Regions from separate parts of the Rattus norvegicus genome. Here region 1 is linked to region 2. Evidence: chromatin contacts called from public Hi-C data. All regions are on one chromosome and are shown on one strand. The core of a region is the stretch at or near the end of the contact, and the rest is flanking DNA. Distances in the headings are between cores, read along the strand shown.

Region 1 (3,763 bases), core at 1,204-3,703, 140 kb before region 2:
TATATTTTACACAGAAAGTGTGTACTATTGGATTAATGAAACAAAAATCACAAAAAAAAATGTGCACTGGGGACTTCATTCCATACATGTGTATACTGTCTTTTTCTAAGGCTAATTAAATTAAATATATTAATTAAATTAATTAAATAAAATGTATTTGGGGATTCAATAATCTATTCAAAACTTGAGAATACATTTAAAAAGTTAAAATTTTTGGAGTTTCGAAATTCCTCTTTAACAAGCAATCGAAATAGGAAATAATAACAATAGCAATTACAATGTTTACAAAGGGTTTTAAATTTCAATATTCCTATGACTCTGCTTGAAGCTCATAAAATTAAAATGATATAGTCACAATTTGTTTCTTGACTATTTTATATGCAGTAATTTTTAATGAAGCAACTAAATTAGGCATAACTTACTGCAGCTTTAATGTAGTTATGATGAATATATTTTACTTGATTAAAAATGATAAAAACCAGGGAGCCTTAAATATTATCTTAAAAGATTAACTACTGTGTCAATTAAAAATCTAGGAGAAAGGTATTTATGAGGAATAGCTTTCCTGAATAGTAACTTCCTTTGTTCATTTCATTTAATTAATGACTCAATCAACTTTTACTCTTTCCTCAAAATGTTCCTAAATTACACAATGGTTTGCAAATGGAACGGCCCACAGCAGAACTGTTTTTAGTTAAACACTGACAGAAGATTCAGGAAGTAATACATTTCTTATTGGAGAGGTAACTAGTTGACTGTGTTCAATGTACAGAGGACTGAGGGACCCCAAATTCTACAACATATTATGTTACCCAAAGCAACGTGAATAAATACTGGCCAAAAATAATCAAGTTATTTGGATCTGGAGAATGTTGAGGAGATCCATTTCTCCAACGGCTGCAACATTGAGTCCTGTCTCTGTGCTTTCAAAATTATCAAGCAAAGTTTTGCAATTCTTGTCTTATGATGATCAATTAACCAAAATTTTCAAGCAGTCCCTAACTACACGGAAGGAAATCGATGTCGTGCATCTATATTATGTGTTTGTTCATCTACAAAGAATGAAACTGTGCCAAAAACAAACAAAAAAAACAAAACAAAACAGTTTTGATCCTTGTGTTTCATTTTGTTTTGTTTTGTTTTTCAGAACACAAGTAAATTGTCACAGGTGACAAATTTTGTATAAAGAATGCAGTAACATGACTGTTGTTTTAATACCAAGCTCTCCTACATAGGTATCTCTAGGGAGCTACTAGCCAAGCGCCTTGCTCTTTAAACCTTCACCAACCAAACAGAACCACAGTCTTGCCTTCTACTCTAGGCTCTTTGCCAAGTATCCTGTCACTAAGGTGACCAAAAAAAGTCAAATGAGCCTGTCTTTAAGTCCTGCAACCAGGGTCAGAGGGTTTCCAACAGCTAAAGAAACCCATGACCTTGACAAAGGAACCTGGGACTACTGAGAAAGGAAGGAGAACGAAGTAGGAGAAGAGGCAGAGAGAGGAAGAGAGGATCTCAGGCTCAGCATTAGTTATTAAAGTTAGAGTGAGGAGTGGGGAACATTTGAACAGTCTTTAAAAGAAGCTGCCAGAGCTCCCAGGGGCTAGACCACCAACCAAAGAGCACACATGGAGCGACATATGGCTCCAGCTGCATAAGTAGCAAAGGATGGCCTTGTCAGGCATCAATAGGAGGAGAGGTCCTCAGTCCTGTGAAGGCTAGATATATCAGAGTAGGGGAATGCCAGGGTAGGCAGACAGGAGTAAGTGGGTGGGTAGGAGAGTACCCTCACAGAAGCAGGAGGATAGGGGGAAACGGAGAGGAAACCAGGAAGGGGGTGACATTTGAAATGTAAATAAGTAAAATACCCAATGAAAATATGTAAACTATTAAAAGAAGAGTCTGCGCGGAGCTAGAGGAGTGTGGTTTTGTAGTTTACCTCTAAGGCAGAAGCGTCCCGACAAGCTAAACACCCTGCCAGAGGAGCGGACTTAATGGAAAAGGAACTCTTCAAAACGCTGCTGTAAATACAAAACTCTTTCAGGACTCTTGAAGTGAGAGAGGGAAGGACGGTGCAGCCCAGCAGTTCCCCTAGACACTTTTCTCCAAAGAACTGACTGGCCAATGTCCCTTTCTAACTGCTAGAGTCAGAAGTGAACGTCACTCTCAGATCTGCCTCACTCTCCCGGGCGCTCTAGGCTTGGCCCAGATCGGACCTCAGATAGGACCTTCTCTAATTCCCAGTCTGGGTCCGCACATCCTGGGACACCCGAGTCCCTAGCCCCGCCCCCTGTCCCCAAGAGCGTCCCCTCCCCCGCCTTCCCAGCCTCTCCACGCACTGCGGGAAGCTGATTGGCCGTGGTGCTGACAGGAGGCGGGGCCAGGAAGTCCGGCCAAACCCGCCCTCACGTATAAGCCTCTTCTGCGCTCGCTCTCTCCACCTCTCTCCTCTTTTCTCTCTTGCTCCCTTCCTCTCTGCAACTGAACAGTGAAATTTCACATTGTGGATCCGCTAACAGGCACAGATGTCATGTGAAAGCGCACATGCTCTGCCATCCATGCCGCCTTTCTTTCTTTCCTGTTTCCTTTTTTTCACCCCTTGATAATTCTCCCTCTTCTTTGTAACTAACAAAACCACCACCAACTCCTCCTCCTGCCGCTGCCCTTCTCCTCCTCCTCAGTCTAAGTGATCACAAAAGAAATCTCCGAGCCCGAGGCGGTGGCATTTTTTTTTTTTTAAAGCAAGCACATTGGAGAGAAAGAAAAAAGAAACAAACAAACAAACAAAAGCAAAACAAAACCCAGGCACCAGCCAGCTAGGACATTTTTTTTTCCACACTGCCTGAAAACAAACAAACAGCCATCAGAAACAGTCATCAGCAACAGCATCAAAACTGTTAGCTTAGCGGCGGCGGCCACCGTCACCCTGTGGCCACGACATCTGCCTAAAGGGATGCTTCTCTCAGCGGAGCAGTTCTACGCCGACCGCCTTCTTCCCTCGTGCTGAGCGGGATTTTTGGGTTCTCTGGGGTTCGGGCTGGGAGCTTCATGACTACACGGAGCAGGACAGCGGCCACATCATGCGAGGTAAGCAAGCACGCGGGCGCCCAGAGCAGGACAACTCTAGCTAGACCCGGAGCTTTGGGGGAGGGGAGAGCTCTCGGCCCAAGGGAAGAGAGCTTGGCTACGCGCAGCTCCCCGAGTTCGGTTCGCAGGTGGGACTGCAAATGGAATGGGCTTGGAAAGTTGTGGGAAGGTGTGGAAGGCTCGGGGATTTCGGCAGGACGCGGGAGGGCGCTTTTTGGAGATGGGGACAGTGCTAATCGCGTCTCCCAGTTCTGGATTTGCTCTGAATCTTTCCTGCGCGTCGCTCTCCGGTGCGCCACAGGACAACACCGGAGAGAGAGCTGGAAGCGGGGTGACTTTGGGTAGAGGCAACTGAAAGCTCGTGCCCCGCCGCGGTCGCTAGCTAGAGGTGAACTCCCTGGCGTATGTGGAGATCACAGTGGGCCAAGCTGCCAGATGCAGGAGCATCCCAGTCTATAGGCGCGTCCTTTTCCAGAAATAGTAAACATCGTATACTCCCGCGCGCTGGAAGCAGATGCTTATCCTGGACCTTCCTTAGGTCCCTTGCTCTCTGTTCCGCTTCACTCTGGCTGGGCCAACCCCACCCACCCACACCCCCAATAAAAAGTTGGTAGGAGAAAGTTCTGGAGAGTGAAGGCCTTACTACTCACATGGGAGAAACCAGGGGCTCAAGCTCTTC
Region 2 (3,537 bases), core at 303-2,802:
AAACAGCAATGCCACCTAGTGGACACAAACCCATTCCATCTGTGTGGATCTAAGTGTGTATGATTGCAAGGCCACAGTAGAGTGATGGATACCTCATCTAACGAGCTATCTAAAACGTGCCATCCATGTCACTAAAACACTAAATCCATAGCAGCATCACTGTGGGAGAAGGGGGCGGAGAGTGCTTATGGACGCTGGTTCACAGTCAAGGCTTTTCTCTTGGGCAAGTTACCTGACAACTATGAGTCTCAGCTCTCAATCCAGACCAGCAACAGTCATTGTGTTTACTGTGTAAGGGGATAACTCAGTGGATACCTGTAACTTCTCAGTAGCCATTACTTGCCCTGCCTGAGAAGCCACTGTAACTGTATGATTGGCGTTGTGATTATTACATAATAAGATCCCTAGCTATGACGGGCAGTATAATCACCTTTTACTAGGTTCCCGTATGTACTAAATAATACTCTCCCCTTTAATTTTCATAGCAGTCTTGTGAATAACTGTATGCTCATTTTACAGAAAAAAAAAATTGAGGCTTAGAGGTCACAGTCTCGGTTAAACCAAAGAACAAACTTAAGCCCAGGTCTAAGTCATCAGAAGCCATTCATTTAGACATGGCAGTGTATTCTCTTCTGTCAAACAGTGGTAATCACTCAAAAGCTCATTGCCACTGCTACAGAAAAGCATGTGTGACCCTTGGTGCCTGAAATTGTTCTAGCACTAGATGTGACAGTGCCTAGGTGTTAGGTGACCGTAAATAAACTTCACAGAGTTTTCTATGAACATTTTGTCTTGACTTGATCATTAGGCATCTGAAGCACTTGTTTGCTGGTGTGCTGTCATTAAAAACATTCCTGTACAGACAAGAGAGAGAATCTGGGCTTGGCAACATATTTAATAATGAGTCCAAGACTCCGGCTCACTAAGAAATCTGTGAGCACCACATTTGGCTACTGATTCTGACTGTTGCCTCTGCTTTCTGAAAGGGTAAAGGACATACAGTCCCGCCACCATGCCGAGATCAACTGGTAGGAGTACATCTTTCTTTTAAAGCAAGTTTTGGATTAGCCTCTGTTCAACAAGTCCTTGCAGCTTTGAGATGTTTAATAAAAATGCATTTGTGAACTGCAGCCTAACACTCTGGAAAACTGTGTACCAATCACCAAGTTAATTATATTTAAGTGTTACCTAAGTCAAGAATAAAACTAGACCAATCTGTCCTTCCCCCAAGGGGCCAAGAGAACCCACTTCCTGGGATGCGGATGCTGATGCTAATAGTTCTGGTTTAGAGGAAAATGTACAAATCTTTCCCATGTTTCAGGCATCAAGAAGCTCACCTCCTGCTTCAGGTCAACAGTGAGGAGGCCTCTAGACGAGGTTAAGGGTGAGAAATGGGAGCTCGTTCCCTAAGACACAGTTAGTTAACCAGCAAAGCTTACTCTGACTTCAGCCACCCGTTTTGCTACCATAGACTTCCATGCATGCTTTGAAGGATTTCTTTTAGCAATATTGCAGTCACTAGAAATCAGCAAGATGTGGTTTCTACTCTTGCCATCTAACTGACAGGTGTCAAAAGAAATAATTAAAAGTCAGAGTAGACTAGACTGGCCATCAGCAATGACACACCAACATAGCATGCAGAAGACCCTTAGATGGATTCCCATCATGCTAAACTAAGTAAATTAATTTTTAAAACTGTCATAAAGCCTTAGTCCTAGGGGATTCTGGATGTGAAGGCCTGGGGGCTGGCATGTATCAGTTACTCAGACCTCTTCTTATCAGGAAACTTTTTTATTCCCAGAATCTTGAGGCAAGAAAGCAAAACACAGTTAAGAGAACAGAAACAACAAAGAATATTTCAGAAATATATCCCTGGGCTTTTCAAAGTCCCAAGAGAAAAAGAAGTCATGAAATAAGAAGAACCTGGAAGTCAAGCACAAATTAATATTTAGGCCTCAGTATTGACAGGGCTTGGCTGGAAATTTACTTCGAGCTAGCATGATGGATGTGCTATGTCTCTGGGAATAAATTTTTGCGTGGTTGGTGAGAGAGAAGGGAAGCTAGGCAAAGGATTCTCAGCAAGTGAGCAGAAAAGAAAATGGAGCCGTTGGCTTTTGCTTCCCACCAGAGCTCTCTGATACTCTGGGGATGCTGCAAGATCGTACTCTCAATAAAGCTCACTTACGCTGAAAGATGAGTGACAAGGTATCTAGAAGGTTCCAGACAAGACGGTTCAAGGAGCCAGATAATACTTTTTAAAGGAGAGGGGAAATTAATATATACACACGCATATATCTGAATGTGTATGTATATACATCCTTAAATTAGCTGTAATGCTAAGCGGAATCATGTGCTTCCCACACCATCGCCTGCCTGGGTCTTCCTTCCCGATATAGACAAGGGAATGTGAACTCACTGGTCTCATTGTTTCCACATAGTGTTAACATGGATATATTCTCATATTCCTTTTGTGTTCTATTCACGGAATCTGGAGTTTAAAGTAACAAACACAGAAATAACCCTCATTTTAGATGTGTCTGTTGCATAACAGTATGGTATGAATAGTTAGAGACTGCACAAGGACAGTGGCATAGAAGTGATCTAGTCTCAGGAATGTAGGACTTTATACTGCCCAGGCTACAGAGTCATCCAAAGGATTCCCTCGGGTGCTTTATTTTGCAATTTTTTCTGTAAGTTTCAAATGTTGACTTTAAGAATGAAGTCGACACTGTGGACCCACAGCAGCTCTTTTTAATGGTATAGACTTTTCTACGTATTTTATACCTGCTGTTATTTAACTTCCTGTGGGTGTGTGGTACATAGACCACGAGGGGCAGCTTCTGGAGTATCTATGTCCTCTAGTAGCATCTTCACAAATATAAGTCGCCTTCAGTTTAGAGTAACAGTCTAGTAGGTCATTAACACAAATAGGAACTGAATCTATCAGAGAAAGCATCCAATTGGTTTGCAGAAAGGAAAACACACAGTTAGCTATCAGTAAGCCTTTCTTAGCCTGAGGGAAGACATTTGGTAATGTCCCAAAACCCCCTCCCCAACACTCACTGGCTGGCCACAGACTCTGCAGGCATTTAGAGAAAGTACTAAGATTTGCAATCACAGAACAACCACGTAGGCTTTTTCCAAGTGTTCTACTTCCTGTGGCTCAGTCTCCTCATCTGAAAAGTAAGAGAACTGGATGAAATGACCTCAAAAGGTCGTTTTTTTTTTCACTTTCCAGAGCGTTTGGTCAATGCTCACAGACAATCCTTGTTTCAACCATTGCAACAGGAAAAGCACAGGAAAGTGGTAAAGAGGGACTTCTGAGCCACTGTGCGCTCCACAGCAGTGCTGAATAGCACGGCTCTGGCAGTAGCCAGTGAGGCCCTCCTCAGAGCCCAGGGCTTCCACTTGGTGGCATGACCATTACCAAAACGCAGCCAAGCGCCACTTGCTTCTCTTCATCTGCTCTCCCCTGAAAACATATAACTGAGTAAATAATAACAAAATGAAAGTCAGCAGCTAAGAGAGACATCGGAG

Evidence for each region. A called contact is a pair of places that touch in the nucleus more often than the background predicts.
Region 1: a contact with region 2 is called in a Hi-C map of Schwann cells, with 3 times the contacts expected there. The contact joins the promoter of Rorb here to the enhancer-like site in region 2. A contact is called at or near these places in 2 of 12 Hi-C or Micro-C datasets (Schwann cells and frontal cortex) and 1 of 1 datasets of contacts at active chromatin or transcription factors (oligodendrocytes).

What each region holds. Positions count from the first base shown.
Region 1 is chr1:225,969,663-225,973,425 of GRCr8, reverse strand. It overlaps Rorb (RAR-related orphan receptor B), which reads left to right and starts at 2,453. Exons shown (of 10, transcript NM_001270958.1): 1 at 2,453-3,084. The coding sequence starts at 3,078.
Region 2 is chr1:225,824,381-225,827,917 of GRCr8, reverse strand. The region is part of intron 4 of Rorb (RAR-related orphan receptor B); the gene reads left to right. Among named protein-coding and RNA genes, the nearest start is that of Rorb, 140 kb to the left of the region's middle. Within about 2 kb of position 1,552, at least 2 of the 93 cell types and tissues checked have an H3K27ac peak or open chromatin away from gene starts, as enhancers often do.